Linked DNA regions of Mus musculus: region 1 is linked to region 2. A link is a contact called in public Hi-C data. All regions are on one chromosome and are shown on one strand. Each heading gives the region's core, a stretch centred on a gene start, on an enhancer-like site or on the middle of the called end of the contact. The rest is flanking DNA. Distances are from core to core; before and after follow the strand shown. Region 1 overlaps Ank3 (ankyrin 3, epithelial). Region 2 overlaps Ank3 (ankyrin 3, epithelial).

Evidence for each region. A called contact is a pair of places that touch in the nucleus more often than the background predicts.
Region 1: a Hi-C map of Sertoli cells shows a contact between it and region 2, with 2.4 times the contacts expected there. The contact joins two enhancer-like sites. A contact is called at or near these places in 3 of 15 datasets of contacts at CTCF or cohesin (the NIH/3T3 cell line, embryonic stem cells and stem cell-derived epiblast-like cells), 22 of 484 Hi-C or Micro-C datasets (the CH12 cell line, Sertoli cells, adipose-derived mesenchymal stem cells and 12 more), 7 of 115 datasets of contacts at active chromatin or transcription factors (bone marrow-derived macrophages, embryonic stem cells, extraembryonic endoderm stem cells and 2 more) and 1 of 9 other capture datasets (embryonic stem cells).

What each region holds. Positions count from the first base shown.
Region 1 is chr10:69,947,026-69,953,377 of GRCm38.p6, reverse strand. It overlaps Ank3 (ankyrin 3, epithelial), which reads right to left. Exons shown (of 43, transcript NM_146005.3): 27 at 2,320-2,426. Among named protein-coding and RNA genes, the nearest start is that of Gm33361, 29 kb to the right of the region's middle. Within about 2 kb of position 4,072, at least 7 of the 459 cell types and tissues checked have an H3K27ac peak or open chromatin away from gene starts, as enhancers often do. A contact at or near this core is called in Sertoli cells, where this site is marked.
Region 2 is chr10:69,868,149-69,874,247 of GRCm38.p6, reverse strand. Ank3 (ankyrin 3, epithelial) reads right to left here. Exons shown (of 43, transcript NM_146005.3): 10 at 3,049-3,246. Among named protein-coding and RNA genes, the nearest start is that of Gm33416, 4.8 kb to the right of the region's middle. Within about 2 kb of position 1,802, at least 145 of the 459 cell types and tissues checked have an H3K27ac peak or open chromatin away from gene starts, as enhancers often do. A contact at or near this core is called in Sertoli cells, where this site is marked.

The DNA.
Region 1 (6,352 bases), core at 2,823-5,322, 77 kb before region 2:
AGACAATGTCAATGACGAGCAAAAGGAAAAAAAAAACCCTCAGAAGACGGAACCACGGCACTTAGCATTTGTGGGACAATCTGGGAGGAACGTTTGCCTTGGGTGCGGCAGAGCTCGGTTCTCAGACCTGCCACCAATGGCTTTGGTCCCAAGTGGGACTTCTCTGGCTGTCATTATGCTTGCTGTGTAAAATGTCTGTCCTGAAGAGAAGTTAAAGAAATGGATCCTGATGTATTTATTAGTTTCATGTGTGTAATATGATGCATATAACATATATGCATATGAGACAGCTATATCAGGGTCCTTTCTGCAAAATCTTGCTGGCATATGCAATAGTGTCTGCGTTTGGTGGGTGATTATGGGATGGACCCCCCCACCCCCACCCCGGGTGAGGCAGTCTCTGGATGGTCCACCCTTTCGTCTTAGCTCCAAACTTTGTCTCTGTAACTCCTTCCACGGGTATTTTGTTCCCTATATGCCCCAGTACAGGGGAACGCCAGGGCCAAGAAGTGGGAGTGGGTGAGTAGGAGAGCAGGGCGGGGAGAGGGTATAGGGGACTTTTGGGATAGCATTTGAAATGTAAATGAAGAAAATATCTAATAAAAATTTAAAAAACATATATGCATATATATGTATTTGTATATACAGTTCCTCTGTATGTGTGTATATATACATATATTTCTTTTGTGCATGTGTGTGTATATATATGTGTGTGTGTATATATATGTATATATATGTGTGTGTATGTGTGTATGCACCTGTGCCTGTGCCATAATACACATTGATCCTCAATTTTTACCCTGTTTGAAGTAAGCTCTGTCTTTAGCTGGCTGGCCAGCTTCCAGGGACTCTCCAGTCTCTGGCTTCCATCTCCCTTTAGGGATGCTGGGATGACAGGCGCTGCTGAGGCACTGGGCTTTGCATGGATTGTGTGGATCTGAGCTCCAGCCCTCAAATTTGCCCAAGTGCTTTAATTCACTAAGCCACCTTACTAGTCCAGTAGTCATTTCAGCAATCATTGTTCTACCATTTATATGGCTATCCATCAATGATCTCACAGTAAATTACCCACTAAAGACTCCAGCATCTAAAAATACATTGACTACCAATTCATTTGTCACAGTGGGCCACTATTCAGTCTTCTGATATGAGACAGGGATGAGAAACTCTTTATGTGGTTCTTATCAGCACTTCTCGGGTATATATTGGTATGTGACATTTTAAAAGTATATATATATATATATTTTATTTTTAAAGAGTCTTTTTTTTCCTTCTAATTATAACATAATACTACATAATTGCAACTTTTCTTCAGGAATGCAAAAGGTACCAAAGTCAATTGGAAACTTTCAAGTTTATAGTTCAAAAAAAAAGGGGGGGGGGCATGGCACAAAACAAACCATCTATTAAGAACGGCCAAACAACAGGAAACTAAGACCAACAGCAGAGTGGCCTGCTTACAGGGGACACTGAGTCAGTTTGTGAGGCGAATCAATAATACAGTTGATGTTTGTGTGAACGTGTGTGTGAACGTGTGTGTGTGTGTGTGTGTGTGTGTGTGTGTGTGTACGTGTGTGTGTGTGTGTGTGTGTGCATGTGTGTAGATGCACGCAGTCATAGGTGGCTAAGCATGTTCCTGTGTGTATGCTCATGTGGAAACTAGAGACCAACTTCCCGAGCTGATTCCCAGGCCATGTTTACTTTGGTCTTTGAGACAGGTGGCCCTCATTGACTTGGCTGGGATCCACTAGGCTGGAATAGCTGGCCTGCAGACCCCAGTGATTTGCCAGTCTGCACTGCCTCGCCAGCTCTGAGGTTACAGGTTTGAGCCACCATGCCCACAGGTTTTGGAGACTCAAACCCAGGTCCTCACACTTGTGTGACAAGCACTCTACTGGTTGAACCACTTCCCTATCTCTAAATAATGGTTTTATGGTAAAGAAAAAAAAGTCAGATACATATGGGGGGGGGGGAAGCCTCATTTGAGAAAAAAATTTAAGAAAAATAACATTGTGTTAAAATCTTTTCCATTGGAAAAATTTTTTTAAAGATTTAATGATCACAACAGCCAGGAAATTTTGCTGTTATCAACAATCAATGGTTTTTCTGATACTCTGCTTTCAGGAATAAAAACAGACTTGTCCCCAAAATACTTTTACATGATTTACAAATGCAAACCACACACTCTCACAAATGAGCATATATTGCACAGGTGAATATATCCGTAGGTATGGAGGTGTTCAATATGCATGGATAACTCTAAATAATAAATGCAATGGAGCATAACGGAATAAAGAGAAATGTCACGTGGGCACTTACCCAGAATGCACCGGGCTTGAGACCAGGTTCACATTATCTAACGTGTCCGCTGCCCAACTGTAGTGTCTGAGGGAGTCAGAATCAAACTCCCTCGTGAACGTCAGGTGCTGAAAAACAAAGCAGAACGTGACATCAACCACACACGTGACACACAGGTTTTCTCCATACACACAAGACATCAGCCACACACAGACACACCGGCTTTCTCATCTGCATTCCTTTATAAGCCTGTTTATAAACAGTCAATGTAATAAATTTGGAAGTCCTGCTCATGAGGTCTACATCTGGGTCCGCTTAGAAGAACCTTTAAGGAAGGAAGCTTTGAGCTTTCCTGGTCATACTCTCTTCAGACGCCAATGGAGGTCATGAGGAAGATCACCAGGGATCTCAGCGCAATTACAGTTTAGGGGTGAGCAGGCAGAAATGTGGCCCTCTGTCCTATCCAATAAAGCTCTGAAATTCAAAAAAAAAAAAAAAAAAAAAAAGAGGAACCTTTAAAAAGAACCAACATAGTGTACTGATAAAATACTACATATGAAGATACTAAGAAGGCAGCCTGGTATCATCTGCATAGTACAGGAAACACGAAGAAATTAATTTACATGCTTTTCGGCAAGTTCACTTCTGGTCCAAAATAATCCTACAAATTAAAATTTTCTCCCTGTTCTCAAAATTCAGTCCTGATGACTCTGATACCTATGGGTCCTATGGCTGACAAAGTCTTCCTCGAAACAAGAAAGCCTGATTAAAACATAGACTGAAGTAGCAGAGGGCAATGTGCACCGAGAGCGAAACTCCAGAGAGTCAGAGACCTGAGAGCGAGGACTTGACTTTCTGCCATTGGGAATGTTTGTCTGTTGTAAATGTAGATAGAACGAGTGTTCATGTCTACAGAGATAGCTGCTGAAGAGGAGAAAGCCCACTAAGGTTCTGACAGACAGTCAGGCAGCCTCAAGCATGATACATGTCTTCTAGGACACAAGCTGAATTGTGGGGCCATGTAGAGGGGAGGCGTCAACAGTCTCACAAGAAAGTGGATGAAGTCATAGAATTTATACTGGAAAATGGGCCCAAAGATCGTGCCAGCATGTCAAACAGAGATTCACAAGCTCCGAAGTACTTCCCTCATTGAATCAAAAACTTGATTGAATTAAAATGGCCATACAGGGCAGGAGGTGTGGCTCAGTAGTAGAAGTTCTATGCAAGCCTGCTGACCAGAGCTCAACGCAGGATGCAGTACACACACCTGTAATCCCAGCACTCCCACAAAGAGATTGGAGGTAGAAAGAGAAGACTTGACACACTACATGTGCGCAGGCATCACACACATAGACACACACACACACGTGGGCGTGCACATGCACACATGCATACTCAAATAACATTAAAATTAAAAAGCTGAGAAAATAGAGGAAATCAAAGATCAACACTAGAGTTTCAAATCCTGCTCCATAAACAAACCAATCAACACGTCTAGAAAGAGAGAGAGAGAGAGAGAGAAAGAGAAGGGGAGAGAGAGAGAGAGAGAGAGAGAGAGAGAGAGAGAGAGAGAGAGAGAGAGAGAAGGGGAGAGAGAGAGAGAGAGAGAGAGAGAGAGAGAGAGAGAGAGAGAGAAACTTGAAACAGAAGATAATAAGGAAACAACTCAAGGTCCTTTCCCAGTTCTGAAGCCCATGTTCTCAGTGTAAGAGGATCTACTATGTGACAAGGAGTGAGATCCCCCTCTGAGACCACTAGGGCTGCATCAGCATGGAATTTCAGAGCCTAGAGACAGAGATGGCCACACACCCCTTAGGGAACCAGGGGATGTGTGTATGTCTGGGGAGGGGGTTGTCAACCATTTCACAAGAGTCCCTAAGACTGTTGGCAAACATAGATATTTACATTACAACTCATAACAGTAGCACAATGACAGTTATGAAGTAGCAACAAAAATAATTTTATGGCTGGGGGAGATCACCACAACATGAGGAACTGTATTAAGGGAAAGAATAAGGAAGGTTGAAAACCATTGCACCGGAGGAAGGTCAGGGGCTCAAGGTCGTGTTCTGATACATAGTGAGTGACTCTGAGCCTAGCCTAGGTTACGTGAAACCTTGCCTCAAAAACAAAGCAAACAAAACCAGCCAGCCAACAAATAAACAACAAAACCCCTGACTTACAAATATACCCCAAATGACTCAGACTATTTGTGTGTGTACAAGTAGGTCCATGTGGGGGAGGAGGGGAGGAAAGAGGGGGAGGAAGAGGGGGGAGAGGGGGAGAGGGAGGAGAAGAAGGAGGGGGAGGGGGAGAGGGAGAGAGAGGAGGAGAGGGAAAGGAAGAGGGGGAGGGGGAGGGGGAGGGGGAGGAGGGAGGGGAAGGGAAATGGGAAAGGGAAGGAGAAAGAGATGACCTTGGGTATTGTACTTCAAGAATTGTCTATCTTGGTGGTTTTGGGATGGAAAACAAATCTCTTTCTGGCTTGGAGCTTACCAATTTGATTAAGCTGGCTAACCAGCAGCACACCTCCAGGATTGTTCCTCCCGTCTTCCTCAGCACTGGCAATACAATCGAGCTGCCAAGCCTCACTTTCTATGTGGTTCTAGGGCGGGGACTTAGGTTCTCACCACTTGCATGGCAAGTCCTTTAGTGAATTGAGCTATGTCCTCAGCCTTAAAAGGCATAACAGCTCTGACATTTAAAACAGATAGTCTGTAGAGCAACTGAGTCTATTTGAGTCATGGTTTAGGTCCTAGGAAAATGCCAAAGTGAATGAGGGATAGGTATCACTGCATTTAACAAGAGAAGACAGTGTGTGTGTGTGTGTGTGTGTGTGTGTGTGTGTGTGTGTATGTGTGTGTATGTGTGTGTGTGTGTGTATGTGTATGTGTGCGTGTGTGTGTGTGTGTGTGTATGTGTATGTGTGTGTGGGTATGTGTGTGTGTGCGTGTGTGTGTGTGTGTGTATGTGTATGTGTGTGTGGGTATGTGTGTGTGTATGTGTGATTAGAATTTGATGCTGGGCCTGAAGCAAAGGCTCAGCAGCTAAGAGCACTGGCTGTTCTTGCAAGAGAGCCCAGGTTTGATTTCTAACATCTCTACGGTGGCTTGAAGCTATCTGTAACTCCAGTTCCAGAGGATCCAACACCCTCTTCTAGCCTCCAAAGACTGTACATACATGGTACAGGTATATACACTCAGGAGCACAGCTAACATAAATCTTACAAACAAACAAATAATCTAATACGACTGGACAGAGCTGAGATTAACTTTGGAGAGCAATGAACCACTGGAGAAACTCACGTTCAGTCAGCTAACCACTTAGACCAGCTTTTACAGACACCAGCAGCAGCCAACTGTCACACTGGGACCAGGGACTGAATGCAAAGCTACTTTAGTATTTTTGGTGATGTTGGTGAGGAGCATGTGTGTGTGTGTGTGTGTGTGTATGCGCGCGCGCGCGCACGCGCGCGCATGTGTGTGGTTGTGGGGACAAATTACAGCTGTATGTCTGAGGCCCTTGAGTGATTTTCCATTTAGACCTTTAGAGTGCTTTTTTTAAAGTCTGATAAATTAATAATCTTTCACCTCTTTGTTAATTACAGTAAATTATTTACCTTCAGTACTCTGAGAAACTTACTGGTGACATTAATAATTAAAACCAGGAATTATACCACACAGAAAGGTATCCCACCGGCATGTAATATTCACGAGGCAGGATGTGCCAACTTGCCAGGATCCGACAACCCCCTTTGGATCTGCTTTCTCTCCTTGCCTCCCCTAGCTCTTTGCAGCCCATCAGAGCCTAGTCACACCACAGCTGAGCAGATGGTACACCTGGCCATCCCAGGGAGCTAGAATGTGCTGCCGTGCCTCTGAAAGGTAGCATTTCAAGCCAATGTTGGCTGCCAGAACAGTTTCTCCTCAGAGTCCCCTTTTCTCTTTCGTGGAGGTTGGTTCAGGTTTATGAGTGGCCCTGAGTCCGAATAACTTAAATATGAGCTGCCAGAATGTTCTTACTGTAGGGGCGGTTTCTGAAGCAAAATAACAGC
Region 2 (6,099 bases), core at 553-3,052:
AGCCCTGAAGTTATTATTTTATGTGTATTGATGCTACATATATATCTGCCCACGAGGTGTACACACTGCTCTGTGGAAGTCAGATCCCTGGGAACTGGAGTCACAAATAGTTGTAACCTGCTGTGCGGGTGCTAGGAATTGAACCCGGGTCCCCTAAGAGAGCAGTCAGCATTCTTCACCACTGAGCCATGTCTCCAGCCCTCCTACTTTTTCCTTTGGATGGTCTGGACAGCAGGCATGTGCCATTGCCCTAGCTGATATCCTTTGTCTTACCTGTGGGGCTGTCTCTAAGTGTTTGTTCCACCACTAACCGGCCTGACCCCACTCTGACCAGTTGGTCCTTCATATTATCCTTGATTGACTTACTATGATGCAAGTGTGTGTTAAGGTTTCAAACCTGGGACAAGCAGCTAAGGTGCCTATTTAACAATCAAAGTGGACCTGGCCTCCAGGTTCTCCCAGCATCCTTCAGTCCCTACCTGTTTCAGGGTATGGCTGGCATACTCTGCCCTCTATCCTGAACTTTCCAGCCTAGGGGCTGGGCTGCCCTTACCCCAGAGGCTCTCCCCTGTATAATCCTCTCCCCCTCCCCCTCCCCCACCCCCTTTTGCTCCTTTTGTACCTTTGTCCTCCTGGCTATTATACTTGTTTTCCCTCTCTCCTTTCTCCTGTCCCACAGGTGGTCAGGGTCATGACCACTCAAGTCTCTACCAGACGAGTCTGCCTCTGTGTCTCTCTTATATCTATAATAAACTTTCTCCTCCACCATACCTAGGAGCGGTCATGTCCTTTCCTCTCCTTTTTATTTCTTTTATTTCACTCAAAGCACCCACTCTCTTCCTGCCTCTGGACAACTTTGTACAAGAAACACAGCCTTATAAAGCACCGCTGTCCGGATTTGTAAACTCAGAACATCAAACTCCTAAATCCGGAGAGGATGGGTTTGCTTCCGAGAGAGGTGTCCTGCCTTGTACCTGGGTTCCCAGGCATTTAGCCCGAGCCTTCTGAGACTCCGTTGTAAAGGACCAGAGTGTGTTCACTGAGCCCTTCCCATCCCTCTATGGGTTGAATTAAGGAGCTTACTTCAAATACAGCTGGGGAAAACACAAGCATCAAGTCTGTCTGCACAGTCAACCTTTGCCAAGGCCTGCTCAGACTTGTCCCCTGTGTGACAGGACATTCTCAGGACAAGCTCCAGAGAGTTTCCTTTCTTAAGACTCAAACACGCAGCAGCAGAGGGACAGTGGTGTCACAAGGCTTTTAATCCCAGCAGAGGCAGGTGGATCTCTGTGTTCGAGGCCAGCCTGGTCTACACAGTGAATTCCAGGAGAACCGGGATTATTCAGAGAGACCCTATCGCAAAAAAGCAAAAGCGAAAACCACACCAAACCAAAAGGCTCGAGCATGGGCTTACTCTAAGGACCCAGGATCTCAGGTGACTCAATGGCGTGCAGCTCATTTGCTCAAAGGTTTACTCTCATAAAAGAATTGGCGTTTAAACAAATTACCCACCCAACCGTTCTCTGTCCAACAGCTGAGACTGGGCCGCCTGTTTCAGCCGTCAGTAGGGACCCGTACAAAGACGGAGGTTCACCACACAAAGATACAGCAGGTGCCCCTGGGCAGGTCCCAGGAATGCTTTTCTTATCTTTTCTTTCTTTCCTTTTTGGCTATAATCCATCCCAGGGTAACTGACTACAATGTCCCTCTGTTGGGAAAACTTGAGTCATAGGAAAATGAAAGTTAAGCCACGTCCTGCTTTAGAGCCTTACTTTTTTTTTTTTTCTCCTATGGAAAAAGAGTGACTCATGGCCATTCAGAGGTCCCCTCCCTTCTCAGAAGGCAGAGGCTTCTGACACACTGGGCAGGCCAGCAGCTCCTAAAATACTTTTTTTGGTAGACGCTGTTGGGTTTCCAAAGACCAAGGCGCTGCCGGCTGTGTACTGAGTGCCAAGCTCCCTCCTCTCCACTGAATTTCAGGCCCCCCTGAGGCAGAGGCACAGAGGTTCTGAAGGCAAGGTCACAAGGCAGCGTTTGAGGGAAGCAGAAGCCTGCCAGGAAGGGTTGGCTGGAGTCAACCTATACCTCAAAATCACTAGTCAATCAACGTCTTCCCCGGGACTGGGCATTTTCGTTCTTTCTCTGAGTGCCTGGGCTTACTCTGAATGAAATGTCAACACTTTACTAGGGATTATTTATTTCAACCGTACTAAGGGTTATTTACTTTAACAATAGCAAGCATTGTCTTATTAAAAAACAAAACAACAACAAAGGTTAATATCATTTAAGCTCACAAATTCTTGGACAAATAGTATTATTATTTTTTAAGACAGGGTCTCACTATGTAGCTCTGGCTAGCCTGGGACTAGCCAGACCTGGCTGGCCTCAAACTCAGAGCTCTCCTGCTCTTGACATTATGCCCAGCTGTCTGTTTATATGCATGTATGTATAATGTATATATGTATGTATATGTGTGTATACATACATACACACACACATATACACATGCATGTATAAATGTATAATATATATGTACATACATACATATCATTCATACATATGTACATTATCATTATTTTTATCTGAAAGAAAGTCTCCTTCTGTAGATCAGGCTGATTTTGAACTCATAGTAATCCTCCTGACTCAGCCTTACAAGGGCTGGCAGTCATGTCTAGTTTGCTTCAAGATTCTATACGTCAGAAAGAAAACAACAAAACCCCTCTAACTGGAGGAATCATAACATTACCGCAGTGAGGTGAATGAAGCTGTTCAGGTCGGTCTTTTTTATAACCGTTTAATGTCAGGCTCTCTCTCAGGTAAGAGGAACCTGAGTGGGGCCCTGAAGAACCAGCCGTTTTGCACTGTCAGCTTTATTCCCACCAGCACAGGAGGCTTTGTCTACTCCCAAGGACATTTGGAAAGATTAACAAAGTACAGTGATTTAATGGGCATTCCGTCTTTGTCTCTGGAAGAGCAATCCCTCCACACGCGATGCATCATGTGCCGCTGGCAAGACCCTCGCTTGGGTTGGATGGCAGGACTACTCACCAGGGCTTTGGCATTGGGGCTAGCTTTCTTATCCAAAAGAACCTTGGCAACTTTGTAATGGCCGCAGTGGGCAGCCACATGGAGGGCAGTCAGGTAGTCGTTGGTGACGTCGTCCACGGGCACGTTGTGCTGGAGGAGGAGTTGGACGCAGTTTAAATGGTCTCCTTGTGTGGCCATGTGCAGTGGCGACAATCCATTCTGGAACACGGAAGGGGAAGAGGACTCATTGTTTTTGTTTTTTTGTTTTTTTTGTTTTTTTTTTTCTTTTTAGCTCAAATGAGGCAAATAACAGAACAAACAGGAACATGTTAAAAACTCTGATGCTTCATTTGGAAATACCTTACGATTTTAAAAGGCACTGACAATCCTTTTGAACGGCTCCTGCTTTAAAAAGAAAACTTTTCTTTCTTGTGTTAAAGAAAAAAAAATAGTCCAGGGTAGTTTCTTTCCCCAGTTTAAAACTTATATGGTTTGTACCAGGGGCCAGAAGTTACTATATTCCCAGTAGGATTTATCATTTAAAAATGCAAGAAAAAAAATAGTGAAAGCCAACTCCTAATCACTGGACTCTTGCTGTTTTTTTGCCCTTGCAGAACATTACCGAGCTTCAGAAACAAGACTACCCTGTGGCAGGGAAACCTTCATCCATTTCTAGAAGTCTGGCGCCCCCATGCGTCAGCAAGTAAAAGGAAGCCACTGACCCAGTGAAGAGTCCGCAGCTTAAATCATCCTGGCTTAATAATAGTCACGGGCAGCATGAAGATTGAAGATTTATTTCAAGATCTCAGAGAAGAAATGAATATAGGAGCCCTCAGGGTCCATCTCCAGCACTGAAGGGAAAATTGTGAAGAATGGCAGTCACCCCTCAGTGGTTGGATACGTGAATCAAGGCCAAGCAGGCTAACGTGAGTCCTTTCGAGCTTCTGTTACGTATGGAAGCAAAGTGGGAGAGCCCAGAGAGTCTCAGCAGGCTCATTTACCACAAGGGAGGTCTAAATTACCAATAGTATAATTTAGCACATTAAATAAGCCAAATAAGCCGTTTCCTCTATGATAACAACAAATTCTGTTTTCAAAAAATGTTGGGACGTGTGCCCAGGGGATCCAGGAACACCTGACTTTTCCAAGACCAGCTATCCCCCCTACATTTATTGTGGCATGAGAGGAAACATTCATAGACAAAGCAATGTGAAATCACTCAGCCATCTCACTACCACAAATGGCTACATATTTCAGATACCCATATTCCTTAAAGGCAAGAGATTTATGATAGTATTTTCCTATACTGCCTAGCGGAGTTATGCAGATAGAAAAGGGGATATAAGCGTAATAAATATTGAGATGAATTTAAACACTTGGGCAGCCATTGGGGAGTTGGAATGTTCCTGCCTCAAGCATTCTCCTCTATTATCCTGAACCAAAGGAGACACTAAAGGTGTCGCCAAGGGCTGGGGCATTTCCCATCTGACACTGCCCCACACAGATCCTCCCTCACTTCCACCAAATCCTCCTTTGCTTTATGTTTTCCTGTAGTCTTAGAGGAAGTGCAAAGTAAACAAATCTCAGAGAACACAGGACTTCTCGGAGCCTGCCAGTGGGAAACATTGTCAAAAACAAAAAGAGGCTCCATCCTAATGAGACTTAACAATCAATTTGATATACCTAGAGTTGCCCAAGCACGAATTCTCAACTGTAGGACTGTCCAAATCATCTTAGCCTGCGGGCATGTCTACAGGTGATTGTATTGATTGGCAACTGACATAGGAAGGCCCAGCCCTCTGTGGGTGGCACCATTCCCTAGGCAAGTGGGCCTGAGTGGTATGAGGAAGCTAGGTACACATAGGCCTGAGATAGCAAGCAAGCGGATGACCTAGAAGTGTAAGCCAAATAAACCTTTTCCTCTCCAAATGGCTTTTGGTCAGAATATTCTATCACAGCAGGAAAGTGGAAACTAGAACACTCACGAATGATGTATAGAATAATGATGTATGGCTGGAAAACTAACTCAGTGTCACAGGGAATGACAGAGAGACGAAGACAAAAAATTCAAGTGGCCCAACGGAAAGGGCTCATATTGGATATGGTGACTGAAGGATGGCTTCCGGAGTGATAGGCTTTCTTAGCTCAGCAATATAAAAAAGGCTTAAGGGATCAGACAGATTGCCTTAAAGCTAGGCTTACAACAATCTGTGACTTCTCTCTCAGTACAGATTATCTAGTGTCTTCATAAGTGCTGTGTACTAATCTAAGAACTTGGGCTGAACAAGAAAACGTTCTGACGTTCATTCTATCAACGAAAGCCAGGTAGCAAGCATGTACCAACAGCAGCAGAGAGGTTCTCTCTAAATGGTGTAAGGAGCACCGATGGGGAATGAACCCTGCCCAGATGACGCTGACTTAAAGACATGGTGAGCACAGGTAAGACAGACAATCAGAAAGGTCTGTTTGGTGGGTGGGCCAGGGATGTGGTGGAATTTGCAAAATGTGTGCCACACAATCTTCAGGACCTGAGTTTGATCCCCACATAAAAAGCCAGGCGCGGCAGCACGTGCCTGCCAAGGCATTGTAAGGACAGGTGAGAAGCTCTCTGGAGCTTGCTGGCCACCCAGCCCGGCTTTAGGAATGAGCTTCAGGCTCCCCGAGGGATCCTGGGCACATGCACACCTGTACGTGAGCATGCTGAATGAGGTTTAACAACCAGCCCTCTGAAATGACAAAGCTCTCAGGGCACCCCAGAGCTCAACGCCTAGGGTGTGTAGGCTCCTTGCTATGACCAATTTTAAGTTGCCCTTGTCACTGTTAAACATGGAAACAAGGAGAGAGATGCACATTTGGTTTTGTGAGCTGACATGAGGTTCCCCTAGACTGCGGGATTTGGAAAGGGCGGGCAGGCTTATCCTTCAAATCTTACACAGTGGTGGGGATGGATAATCAGAGTTTTAATATTTTAAATTAGCACAAACTGAGGGCCCGGTGTATGGACAGGCAAATAACCTACCATTAACCTGCACCCCCAGTTCCAGTCTATGAACTCTCAAGAAATAAACTAGG